4 separate regions of the Mus musculus genome follow, and all the other regions are linked to region 2. The links are chromatin contacts, called in public promoter capture Hi-C maps. All regions are on one chromosome and are shown on one strand. Each heading gives the region's core, a stretch centred on a gene start, on an enhancer-like site or on the middle of the called end of the contact. The rest is flanking DNA. Distances are from core to core; before and after follow the strand shown. Region 1 holds the start of Cdc40 (cell division cycle 40). Region 2 holds the start of Ostm1 (osteopetrosis associated transmembrane protein 1). Region 3 holds the start of Mical1 (microtubule associated monooxygenase, calponin and LIM domain containing 1). Region 4 holds the start of Ak9 (adenylate kinase 9).

Region 1 (3,084 bases), core at 63-2,562, 1.8 Mb after region 2:
CCGCTGGCACGCCGGGCGAGCCGAGGGCTCCGCGACTGGCTGCAGCCTTCGCCGGCGCCGATGCACAAGGGCGGAGCGGCGGGATCGGAGCCCCGAACCCCGCGCCGCAGGTGAGAGCCGCAGATGCTGCACCCAGAGCAGCCTCGGGCCAGTCCCCGCGCCCGAGATCCCACGCCTCGTCCTCCACGCGCAGCCCGGGCTGCTGGGCGGCGGGCGCGGGGGAGCCCGGGATGGGGGCGGGGGCGGCGCGCCCATCCATCGCCGCCGCTGCAGACCCCGGCTCATCCACACGCCCCTCTCGGCTCGGGTCGGTGGAGAACAGTTCCCTCGTCAGGACCCCGGGAAGAAAAAAAAGGGACAAAATCCTGAGAGACTCGTGCTCACCGCGAAACCGTGGGGGGCTCGCGCCGTACCCCTTCTACATGCTTCGGCGGCTGCCGCCGGTCCGGCTCCGCACTGGGGCGCCACCAGGAGCCCCTCGGGAGCGTCGGGCTGCGGGATGGAAGCCGCGCCGGGCACTGGCTGAGGCGCCGGGCCGCCGGGAATGCCGCCGGGGGCGCCCACTGCTCGCCCGAGCCGCGGTGCGCTCGACGCGCGAGCGAACAACACCGCGAGCAGCCGCTGCCCTGCGCCGCCCCCTCCCCGCGCGACGCTCCACAACCGGGCGCGGGGACCCGCGCCTGCAGCAGGGGGAGCCGCGGGGCGCTCTCCGCCTGGCCTCACGACCTTTCCCCGGAGCTGCACCGGACGGGTCCCAGGTCTCTGAACTTAGGATTCGCACTCTCCCCTCGAACCCTGCAGGGCGTACGGCGGCATGGTGGGAGAATGAGCATCCACCCACTTACCCGTCCGTGGGCAAGAGGACGGCGCTTCCCCCTGTCCTGAGGCTCTGTGGTATTGCCCGATCCGCACTTTGGGGGAGGGGGCCGGAGAGAACGGTGCTGGGCTCGGGAATGAGGGAAGATGACATCCAATTGAATGAAGCATCCTCTTGGGGGCGGGGTCGAAGGCAGGCCCCCTCTGCCGGGCTCCACCTCCTCGCTCCAAACTACATTTCCCATGGTGCCGCGAGCTCCTCGCCGCACTGTACGCCGGGAGTGAAGGTCCTCGAGGCTTCAAACACATCTCAGGACTGGGTCTTTAATCAACGAGGTCCTGAAAGTTACAAATAGTTGTAATCCCTTGTGCTTCTTTAGATAAATGTTTGTGAATCTCAAGTTTTGATACAGTTATCTCAATAATAAAGTTTTTTTCGAGAAGTTATAAATGATTTTTTTTAAAGGAGGTAAATATCGAGTTCCATGACAATCTGACAGGACCTGGGAGACGCTGCTTCTTCCGCCTTGGCCTGGCCTTAGCAGAGAGTATCTGTTGCAGTCATGTCGGCTGCGATTGCAGCTCTAGCTGCTTCGTATGGCTCGGGCTCGGGGTCCGAATCGGATTCGGACAGTGAGGGCAGTCGGTGTCCGCTGCCAGCCGCGGACTCTCTCATGCACTTGACCAAATCGCCTTCAGCCAAGCTCTCTCTGACCGTGGCGGTGGACTCGGCTCCGGAGGTGGCAGTTAAGGTAAGTGTTTTGGACACTAATAAGCTCAGGAACTGCTTTCAGCTCGTCTCGGGTTAGAGGCTGGTCTACCTTGGCGCTGAGAAGTATGTAACTAGCGTTTACATCTCTTCCCACATCCTCCTTGACGATTAGAAGTACGGAGCAGCTCTCCACTAACCCCTGTCCTTCCTATCTCCGTCGGATAAAATTAGTTCAGGAGAGGAGGAAAGTTTGAATTTGTAGACTAAGATGTAGCCTTATTAGATCAGTTATAAGTTCAGAGCATAGATAATATTGGATCAAGACTTTCAAACTAGAATTTGTACCCTCACTAGAAGTGAGCCACGGCCAGGCACTGTTTTGTTTTTGAGGAACTCGGCACGAATCCTGGCTTCACTACTTTCAAATTACACAACGTTCTTTTGTACAGTTGTGCAATGAAGATAGCTGTATAAAAACATATTTATCGGGGGGTTATTGTAAAGATTGAGTGAAATTATATGGTAAAGATTATAGCACAGAGCCGAATATCTATCTAGTGGAAAGCGATACATGTTAGCTATTGTGATTCTTTGTGTTAATACAATGAATGGGAAAAGGACATAAAGTTTAGGAAGTAGCATGCACGAACCCAACCGAGGAAGTTGATAAAGGGGGAAACCCAGTTCTATAGTTCTATAATATAGTTCTCTATGGAGCATGTATTGTTTCCCAGTAACAACAGGATTAAAGCCACAAGGGTCAACCAACCAGAACATCTTTGCTATCATAGTTCATACTGGAATCATTCTCGTGGGTGAAACAACCAATTAAATGTGGACAAATAAAGTAGTTACAGATTGAATTGAACACTGGGTGTCCGGGGGTGGGGGGTGGGGTGGGGATGGGATGGGGTAATAACCACAACAAAGAATAAGGTAGAAGTGTGATTTTTTTTTTGTGTGTGTAGATTGCTCAGACAAATCCTTTCTTAAAAAAATAAAAATAAAAAAATAAAAAGTTGCCAGGCAGTGGTGGCACATGCCTTAATCCCAGCACTTGGGAGGCAGAGGCAGGCAGATTTCTGAGTTCGAGGCCAGCCTGGTACAGAGTGAGTTCCAGGACAGCCAGGACTACACGGGGAAACCTTGTCTCAAAAAACCAAAATAAATAAATAAAATAAATAAATAAATAAATAAATAAATGAAATGTCAATTCGAAGAGAGAGAGACCACGTTAGCTAAAGCAAGAGTTTCCAAACTTAGGAGAAGACTTAGTGTGTCTTGAGCCCTTTGAGAGCATCAGTCTGTAGTAAGCCCTGTGTGAGTGAATGACCAGCTCAAAGACTGACGAGGGAAAAGAAGAAGATTTCTAACTAAGCTCTCCCTGGGTCTTGTTTGTGTCATTTATGAAGTTGAAGTTTTTTATAAGGACATCTGGCATGAAAGAACACTGGGAAGTCTATCTTTAGAACAGAACAAAGCTCTGCCAGCCTATGACTTTCCAGCAGCCTTCCCCGTGTGTTCCTTAGACATTCCAACTTTCAGTGCTATGCATT
Region 2 (3,213 bases), core at 422-2,921:
AGGGTTGGGGCTCTGTTAGTACACAGCTTGTCTAGCGTGGACAAGTCATGGGTTCTATTCACAGCTGCATAAAACCAGACCATAGTGACACGTCCGTAATCTAGGCACCTGGGAGGGGAAAGCAGGAGGGGTCAAGTGATCCTCTGCTACTCGGTGAGTTCAAGGCCAGTCAGGGCGACAAGAAACTTCATCACAAATAAATACATTAATTAAATTAAAATAGAATGAAAAGACTCCCTAAAAACAGCTTATTTAATGTAACTGCTCAAAATCAAATACAACGCTGCATATTAAAGTCATAGAGAAAGGAGCGAATCTGAAAAATACTGCATGCACTCCTATTTAAACTGCCTTGAAAGCCAAATCTTTCCACAAAGAGTGACTCTGGACTTTACTTAATGCAAATGAATGTCCCCATTTACAAAAAAAAAAAAAATCTGCTTAGTAACATTAGGCTAGATTAAAAACAAGATACACCTATTGACATTTCTATTTAGTTTAGTCAATTACGACCTCTAAAGCAACTGAAGCCACATTTTTCATGAGACTACTTGGCCCCTCAGGACGCAAGAACCATTTCCACCCCCAATCCCTGTGTCCTCCTTATTTTTCCTTTACCAGGCAACCCTGTGACTCTCACGGTGGCCGACACCGTAATCCTTTCCTAATTTATACAGTTCTTAGAGGCAAAGACTGTGTCTTCCTCTTTTGGTTTGCCTTCATTAAGTCCTTCACATTACCTTCCAAGTGACCAGGAAAGCTCTCGAGTTACAGAGAAGGCAGACTATCCTAAAATGGCAACTCACCGACCACGAACTATTACTGTATGTCGCTTTGTGTGGCCTCTCTTTGTCCCCACTTTCCGGATGAGAAAACAAGCAGAGAATGTCACTAACTTGCCAGAGAACAAGCTGATAAACAGGATGGAACCGAACTCAATACTTTGAAAAATAATAAAGGTCACACTGATAGAAACTGGTGGCTCTGGGTATGTTCGCTGCAATGTTCCAGCAAACCTGTCCCAAGAAGATGCCGGCTTACAGCATCCAGGGGGACAGCATTCCAAGCCATAAGCCCCTAAAGTCACCCGCTTGTTTCTGATACCCTAACTCCACAGACCGTCCAATGCCGTTTCCTTACTTTCCCAACCCCCCCCCCCCCCAGGTGCCGAGGCTGCTCCTCTACCCACCCCGATGTTTCGGCTGATGTTGTCCATCTTGATTGCGACCTGTTGGAAGAGCGGGTAGCAGGTCTGGCAGAGGCGCACGGGCCGAGCGCTGCGCACCATACAGGCGGTCAGCTCGGCGCTGCTATTGGCGAAGTCCATCAGCAGCTCCCGGCACTCAGGCTCCAGATCCGGCAGGTCCGGAGGTAGCAGTGACAGCGGCCCTAGACCTCCGCCCTGCAGCAAAGACAGGGTCAAGTCCTGCACCTCCAACAGCTGCTGCTCCGACAGCAGGTCCGCAAAGCCTGGGTGCCGACTGCTGGTGAAGGGGAGCGCGCACAGGGCGCACCTCCACCGCAGCAGCTGCAGCAGCAGCAGCGCCGGCAGCCACCGCCACGGCCACCCGCTACTGCGCGCCAGCTCCGCGTCCCGAGCCATCCCCGGGCCGGACTGTAACAGATAGCTCGCCCGGTGCTTCCGACAGCAGCCGCTTCCGGCTTCGGCCGGCGCAGGCCCTGAGTGGAGTCACGAGGTGAGTGCGTCACGGCCCCGCCCACCTGCCTCCGGAGGCGCGCGGGTGTGAGCGCGCCCCGCTTGGAGGTCTGTAGAGCTGCTGCAACCCCAGTGCATCCCAGGCCTCCGTCTTGCACGCTCTGCACCCTGCAGTTCCCCGCCTTCCATGAGCCTGTGGAGTTTGTTCTGGTTGCTGGAACTCCAGGGAGATGACTGCCGAGTGAGCTCCCAGAAAAACCCAGTAGACTGATGGTTTGGGCAGGTGTTCATTTTCATTGGCTCTGGATTAGTAAAATTTCTTCATCTCCTCTGGAGAGTGGATAACATCCGTTGGCAGTTCTGGTTTTGGAACTTGTGGCTTCAAAAGGCTTGATTGATTGATTTTAATTCTCAACTATCTACCCCGAACAGAACTTCCTGGGGTGATGAATATAGTCCACGTCTTAGTTAATAGGGAAGCCACTACCCACATGTAGCAGCTGAACCCTTGAATTGTAGCTACTACGATGATAGAACTAATTGTCCAATGTCACTTAATTTAAATATAACTATCTGACTAGTGACACCTGTGTACGGCTCGGATCTGGGTGTAGTGTTTTAGCGCAATAGAAATCCTACCTAATACATACACTTGAGCATACCCCACTATGTTATTATTATATATTCTATATTATACGATTATTATACCATATATTACATAACATATTGTAACATAATATGTAATATTAATATATAACATGTAATATGTGACACGTAGCATTTTATGATATGTTGTAATATGTTATATTGTATATTATGTAATGTATAATATATGTTATGATAATAAATATGTATACATTATATAATATTAATACATATAGGTATTTTTCTTCTTGGAGACAAGCCTCATGTAACTCAGGCTAGTTCTCTAACACACTAAGAAACATGTTTGCGCTATACCAGAGAATGGCCTTGAAATTCTGATCTTCCTGCCTCCCTGCTGAAAGTGCCACCATGTACCCCCATTGCCAGGTGTTTGTGGTGCTGGAGACCAAACCCAGGGCCTGGTGTGTGCTAAGCAAGCAAGCATTCTGTCAACCCAGAGACATGAGAGAGAGAGAGAGAGAGAGAGAGAGAGAGAGAGAACCATAATAACAAATCAAAAGAAAGCCTATTAATAAGTCATTGCAGTAGACACTGGAATAAAGCAAGAGGCCAGGATATAATGTGCTCAAGAGTAGGATGTGAGGGGTGGGGACATCCATGTAGAGACAGAGGTATGGGGAGGAGGTACGGGATGTGGATCAGTCGGAGAGTTGGGGGGGGTAATAAAATATGGAGTGTAAAATAATTAATTAATTAATTAAAAAGAGAAAGAAAGAAAAAAAAGAATAGGATAGGAAAAAAACCATTGTAGGGCCATCCAGCAAGATGGTTCAGCAGGTGTTGTGTTCATGGTTCCAGGGGGCTAGCATCCACAGCGGCAGGGGAGGCAGCAACAGGCTGGAGCAGGATACTGAGAACTCACATCTTAAACACTGAGCACAAGCTGAGAA
Region 3 (2,856 bases), core at 149-2,648, 1.2 Mb after region 2:
AGGGGACAAGAAATTGTAGTGGGCGTTCCCTAGGACCTGTAAGTAGGACACGGGGGAGTTTCTCAGCGGGCTGCCAGGGGTGGGGTGGGGGCGGAGGTTTCCCTTCTTGTAGACAGCAGGAACTAACACCCCAGTTCAACTGCGGCTGCCTCACAGACACACACCCATTTCTTCCTAAGTCTCTGTTCGCCAGCGCCCTTTGGCGAACTTAGTGCCACGCTGGTTGTAGGATGTGCCTCTCCCCAAAGGCAAAGTTCTTTTCCACGTGCTTGCCTCCTGACAAGGGGCAACACTGCCTGTGTAGATTCCACTTCTCAGCCACCCAAACTACCCTCACAAATAGCCTGAGAATGTTGTGACTGTTGTCTGCATGACAGACCTTCTGACTCACTGTGGTCAAAACACTTCCCCTGAGAAGAGATTGCGTCGCTGCTCCAACGGGCTGTGGGAAGGAGTGGGGTTAGCAACCCCTTCCGCAGACCCTCACATCTAATCGACCCCTAGCCTCACTCCCACGGCGTTCCTCTGTGCTCTCCCAGGAATCTCTGGAGACAAGGCCTCTCTTTGTACCCCTTTCCTTCCCTCCAGCCCACACGCAGCTTAAGGGCTCTTGGAGGGCTTTCTCACGCTGCCACCGGAAGAGATGAAGAGTATGGGGGGATGGGTTGCTCTCGGTGGGAGAGGCAACTAGGTGGTGGGGTGGGGGGGTTGTGGGCCGATCTATCATCCCCCAGCAGCCCCTTCATTGCCCGCGTAGTAGGAGGAGGCAAAGGTTGCCCTAGGGGGTCACTAGGACAAGAGTGGATAGATCTTCAGAAAGGACAGGAGTCCCTCTTGGAAGTGGGAGACTGGGGGTTGGAGCGACCTCTGCTAAAGGAAATAAAAGAGGTACCCAGACTGGAAACAAGCACAAAGGATGTGCCATTGGTGGAGCGTCTAAAGGGATGGAGAGCTGGACCTTGAGCAGCGGGGGTGAGAGCTCCCAATACTCTAGACAGCAAAATCTGCACAAAGGCGCTCATCTGGGTAGGGCCGGCAAGAGGACCCGCCAAACCAGCCAGGCGTGGCTCCCTACCCCATTTCCCCGGAAGCGCTCCCCACCCCCTTCCTTATCCTCACCCCCAGCCCAGCGAGCAGGAGGACGCACAGCAGGCATCGCTGGATTACTTACCAGCGTTTCTGGGGCTGGAAGAGCCGCTTCCTGTCGGAAGGGTGTCCCAGGCCTAGGGGCAGAGGAAGGGGTGGCGCAGGGAAAGCAAGAGATGCCTGGTGGCAGAAACCGGGGAGTTCCAAAGAGTTTGGACCGCAGCGCCAGCGCAGAGCACAGAGGAAGACTTACTCCGAACCTCCGTACTCCGCAGTCCTCCTCTGGGGACAGCCTGGGTCCCGCCCACGCCTGCCGGGTGGTGCTGTAGGGCGTGGTTCTGCCTACACCAGGGGCTGCTGGGGGCCTCCAAACGGTCTGGCCAGGCAGGGACAGGGAGAGCAGAGACTTGAGTGACCGTGCCTGAGTCCGCCCCGGTGGTACCCACGCTGTAGGCCACTTCCAAGAGCTGGCCGAGCGGGCGCAGGCCTCCGGCAAGAAGTTTATTGAAGCTGCAAGAACCGAGAGTGGCGCCAGATGTCTGAGCTCTCTTCACCTCTCCCACCGATAAATTCACACCCCTGGCGCCACAGGCGATCCAGTTGCGGGGGTCCATCTCTCCTGGGACAGGTCGGCTGGCTCCCAGGCTCAGGCTAAAGACAAAGCTTAAAGTCCTGGTCCACATCTTTCAACCAGGTACACACACAACCAGGTGTGTGTGTGTGTGTGTGTTTTCAACTAAGAAAAACAGGATGGTAAGGGTATGTGGGAGAGGATAAAACTTCAATGTGCAGAACTAAAGTCAAGACTCAGACAATGCTAGGGAACTTTGGAATCAAATTCTTAGTATTTCCTGTTAAGAAATTGTAGCATGAAAGGAATTGTTCAAAATCAAGCAGCTTTAAAGTTAATAAAACAGCAGTTCTCATTTATTGCATGAGCATTAACAAAACCTATTTTACTGAAATGTCAATGAGGCTTCATGACTGCACATGTTCACCAGCCAGTGGCATGGATGCTATCAGCCCCAGGCCTTTCTGGATCCCAACCTACCACTGTTAAACCACGGGACTGAAATAAGGTTTGACATCATGAGGAAGTAAAATCGCTACCCCAGAAGTGCTTAACCTAGGAAAAAATGGCTACATCTCTCTTCTTGAGGTCCAGGGACCAACAAAAGCCAAGGTCCAGTGGCTATCTTTTTGGGTTTGTGTTTGAATAAATCATTTTGCATTTTGTCCAGATATACTGGGGTACCCAGTAAGTCCTGAGCTCTAAACACACACAGCTGCAGCTGATAAGAAGGCAGAGAGAGAAGCAAGAGGAAATGCCAGCCCTCTGCCAGGAGAGGCCAACAATCCAGCCAGGCCACACACTTTGGAAGCCAGGAAGCCTTTGAGCTGGGCCCACTTGTGTTCCTGAGAGTGACATCATTTTGCTTGGAACAAATTTGCAGAATGTCATACACACCCATACTTAAACACACAGTGTAAAAAATGTTCTAAAAAGCCCAGTAGAGATGGGCTTCCGGCTTTCAGGATCATGCCTCTCCCTTTTATTAGCAGATGGACTACAGCAACTTACTGTGTCTTGTTTACAAAGACCCAGGTTCCCCCAGAGACTTTCAGTTGTAGCCAAACAGGGTTGTGTGGCTCTATGAGCAACAAATTTAAAGGCTGTGAAGGCTGCCTTTTAAAAGGATCACAGAACGAGTTCCTCAGCTCTTAAAAACCTGCTGATTTCCAGCTTTCCTTGCTGCTAGTTAAAGACCC
Region 4 (2,886 bases), core at 182-2,681, 1.4 Mb after region 2:
ATGTTAGAGATGGAGATGAGTGAGCGGTTAGAGACCTGGGGTTTTGCAGCTGACCTCATTAACTTCTCGAGTTACTGTCTTCAGGGACTGGTGATGGGCTGGGCTGGTGTGACCTTGGTGTGGGGACAGTGGGTGTGAGTGGTTACAGGGTGGAGTACAGCAGATCTCTCCTCATGCATGTCAGGCAACTTTTCTAGGTCACTGCTGGACTTTTGGATACCAGCATGTGGGCTCTGTCCATGAACTTCCTCCAGCTGCCACGTCCCCTCTGTTTGAGCTCAGGCAAATTGGAAGTTCCAAGACACCGAGCTCTGCCTAGCAGGCTTCAACCAGTAATACACGGGAGTTGGCGAGTAAACACAACGTCCCTCCCCGCCTGCTCCCCCGAAAGGGAATGGTTCCAAGGTATGTACTCCCCATTTCCCAGTGAGTTTAGCTGACAGAGAAGCTTGTGTGACAATACCCCCTTTTCCAAGAGCCCCTCCCTGCCCAGCTTCTGTTCCTGGGATCACCCTTATAGAAACAACTTGGCACATTTGTTTGTTATCAGTTTGGCTCCTGGGTGATGTAAACTAAGAAAATTCTCAAAGGGAAGTGCTCCATTGTAGTATAAAATAATAATGGAAAACAATATTTGAAAATCAGAACTATTTATTTTTAAAAAGTGACTTTCCTAAACCAAAATGCTCTGCAGATGTTTAGCTTGCATTGGGAAGAGCTGGTTTCCATTGTGAAATGGAAAAGTTAAAAGATGCAGTTCAAGATGGAGATAAGTGGATCTCTGGGGCTTGCTGGCTTAGCCTCTGGCTTACACGCACACGCACGTACCCCCCCACCCCCCCACCAGCATAAAATGCCATAACTGAGACTCCTGCCCTCTTTCTTTCTAGTTTCTCAATAAAAAAGATATATCAAACTGAAACAAAACCAATAATAGATAATAGATAATCATACTCTAAAAACCTTGTAACGTCCTGCCTTGAATCTACAGCAAACTTTAATATCCTCTTCAGCTATTTGTTTGTATTTTAATAATTACCTTTTTCTTTTCAGTATGAGAGCCCTCTAGCGGTGAATTCTGGAATATAGCGAGGGGTCCCTGTGAAACCTAGCACTTCCTGCCTGTGCTACTTTAGCGGCCACTGTTACCCTTTGGGGCAGGCAAGTCTTTAGTCCGCATTTGTGAGATAAATACCTTAGCTAAAAGGAGAACTGGTTTTGAAAAGTCGATTTATGAAGAGATCGTGGTTTAACTTTGCAAGAAAAGCAACTGGTGTGGGGTCCCCGCCGGAAGTGTACTTTCCTGCAACTGATGGCAAAATGCACCCAGAATGTGGACAATTCCCTGCCTCTGCTTACCTGTGGACCGGGGACGCGACAGCAGCTATCTTCTGAGGCTCTACTGAGGCTCTAGGTAGCTGTTAGGCGGTTGCCTTGGAAACCTGTGGGCGGCGTGCAGAGCCTCTTGGAGGGCGGGGCCTCGGGAGGTGGAGCTGTAATTCAAAGTGAATTCTTAAGCCTGTGTTTAAATGTAGTCATAATTATAAAACACCTTTCCCAAAGTGTAGAGGTGACCAACAGAGCGAGTGCATATATTACCTACTTATGCCCAGACAGCAAACGCGAAAACCTTATCTTAACTAGAACTGACTCTTAACAGCAGCGCGCTCGCCCTACACAGCACGGTCCCTTTTAGAATTCAGACCGTTAGCCTCACACATAAAATGTGCAAATACCAAAGGCGCCACATTTATGTAATTAAGAAAGATTTGTGGGCCATACAGCCACAATATTAACTTTATTGACTTTCGTGGAGATAAAATAGGCGACAAAACAGGGGAAAATCACAGGCATCCAGGAGACAGGTTTCGGGAAAATAAAGAGTATATAGGAAGAAACAGACCAATTACAACACGGAGAAACCGCTCCAAAAGGAGAACCCAATCATCTGATTTCTTTTCTTTAAAGGTCAACATAAGTCAGGTTCTTTTTCTTTCTTTCTTTTTTTTTTTTTTGCCTGCCCTTAAGAAAGATGGCACCCTTAGCGTCCGCCCTCAGCAACCCCGTGATCCTGTAGCCCCGCCCCTCCGGTTTGGGCTGGGCTGGTTGGGAGGCGGGGCTGAGGGAATCCGGAAGCAGCCGGCGAGCCCGCTGCTGAACGTTTGGTGTTCTGACACTGTTTTTGTCAGCTGTGTCTGGTGTGCTGGAGGTCTGCGGGGTCTCCTCGCTCTGTCTCCAGGGGGAACCCCGCCGCTGTCACGACCTGGGCCGCGGCCTGGTGCCCTGTGGCGGGGCCGCCATTGGCTGGAGCCATGCCCACGGCCGCTGCCCCCATCATCAGCTCGGTCCAGAAGCTGGTGCTGTATGAGACCAGAGCTGTGAGTACCCACAACGACGGGACGGGGCGGGAGGACTGCGCTGCGGGGATCGGGGCACCCTGTGGGGTCGTCGGGAAGAGGCAGCACCCCGTACTCCCTCCTCTCCTCCCAGCGCCGCTGCAGGCTCGGCCGCCAGGGCCATGCAGTCAAGCACTGGATGGTTTGCAGGTCTGTCTTGCTTAGGAACATGTGGCTGGCTGGAAGAAGTGCGTGCAGACAGGTGCTGTGGCACACAGGAACTGCACACAGCTTCTGAAAGAGTTCCTCTTTTCTGCTTTCCCATAATCTTGAAGTTCTTGAGTCCACTCCTTACAGTAAAGTCAGGGGGTATGAAAAAAAATGTGAACTTGGCCCAGGTAGCTTCTATTTTGCGATTTCATGGTATACTATCACCGTGATTGGTCTTAATCACATGCACTGTTTTGCTGGGATTCGAGGTTCTGTGACCCGGACGCATCTGTTAATAGTTCTCTGGCTTGCAGAGCGGTGCTAATAGAACTTATTTTTT

The links. Promoter capture Hi-C pulls out the DNA fragments that hold promoters and counts their contacts. Capture Hi-C pulls out chosen DNA fragments and counts their contacts.
Region 1: a promoter capture Hi-C map of liver shows a contact between it and region 2, with 3 times the contacts expected there. The contact joins the promoter of Cdc40 here to the promoter of Ostm1 in region 2. A contact is called at or near these places in 3 of 39 promoter capture datasets (liver and pre-B cells), 1 of 115 datasets of contacts at active chromatin or transcription factors (astrocytes) and 1 of 9 other capture datasets (liver).
Region 3: a promoter capture Hi-C map of embryonic stem cells shows a contact between it and region 2, with 2.4 times the contacts expected there. The contact joins the promoter of Mical1 here to the promoter of Ostm1 in region 2. A contact is called at or near these places in 2 of 39 promoter capture datasets (embryonic stem cells and liver) and 2 of 9 other capture datasets (adipose tissue and liver).
Region 4: a contact with region 2 is called in a promoter capture Hi-C map of adipose tissue, with 4 times the contacts expected there. The contact joins the promoter of Ak9 here to the promoter of Ostm1 in region 2. A contact is called at or near these places in 1 of 39 promoter capture datasets (liver) and 1 of 9 other capture datasets (adipose tissue).

Annotation. Positions count from the first base shown.
Region 1 is chr10:40,881,371-40,884,454 of GRCm38.p6, reverse strand. Cdc40 (cell division cycle 40) reads left to right here and starts at 1,312. Exons shown (of 15, transcript NM_027879.2): 1 at 1,312-1,568. The coding sequence starts at 1,380. It overlaps Wasf1 (WAS protein family, member 1), which reads right to left and starts at 628. Exons shown (of 9, transcript NM_001379453.1): 1 at 385-628.
Region 2 is chr10:42,677,374-42,680,586 of GRCm38.p6, reverse strand. It overlaps Ostm1 (osteopetrosis associated transmembrane protein 1), which reads right to left and starts at 1,671. Exons shown (of 6, transcript NM_172416.3): 1 at 1,190-1,671. The coding sequence starts at 1,603.
Region 3 is chr10:41,474,856-41,477,711 of GRCm38.p6, reverse strand. Mical1 (microtubule associated monooxygenase, calponin and LIM domain containing 1) reads right to left here and starts at 1,398. Exons shown (of 24, transcript NM_138315.2): 1 at 1,172-1,398. Gm51797 (a long non-coding RNA gene) reads left to right here. Exons shown (of 2, transcript XR_003948996.1): 1 at 1-38.
Region 4 is chr10:41,302,479-41,305,364 of GRCm38.p6, reverse strand. Ak9 (adenylate kinase 9) reads right to left here and starts at 1,431. Exons shown (of 40, transcript NM_001370813.1): 1 at 1,360-1,431. It overlaps Fig4 (FIG4 phosphoinositide 5-phosphatase), which reads left to right and starts at 2,124. Exons shown (of 23, transcript NM_133999.1): 1 at 2,124-2,378. The coding sequence starts at 2,313.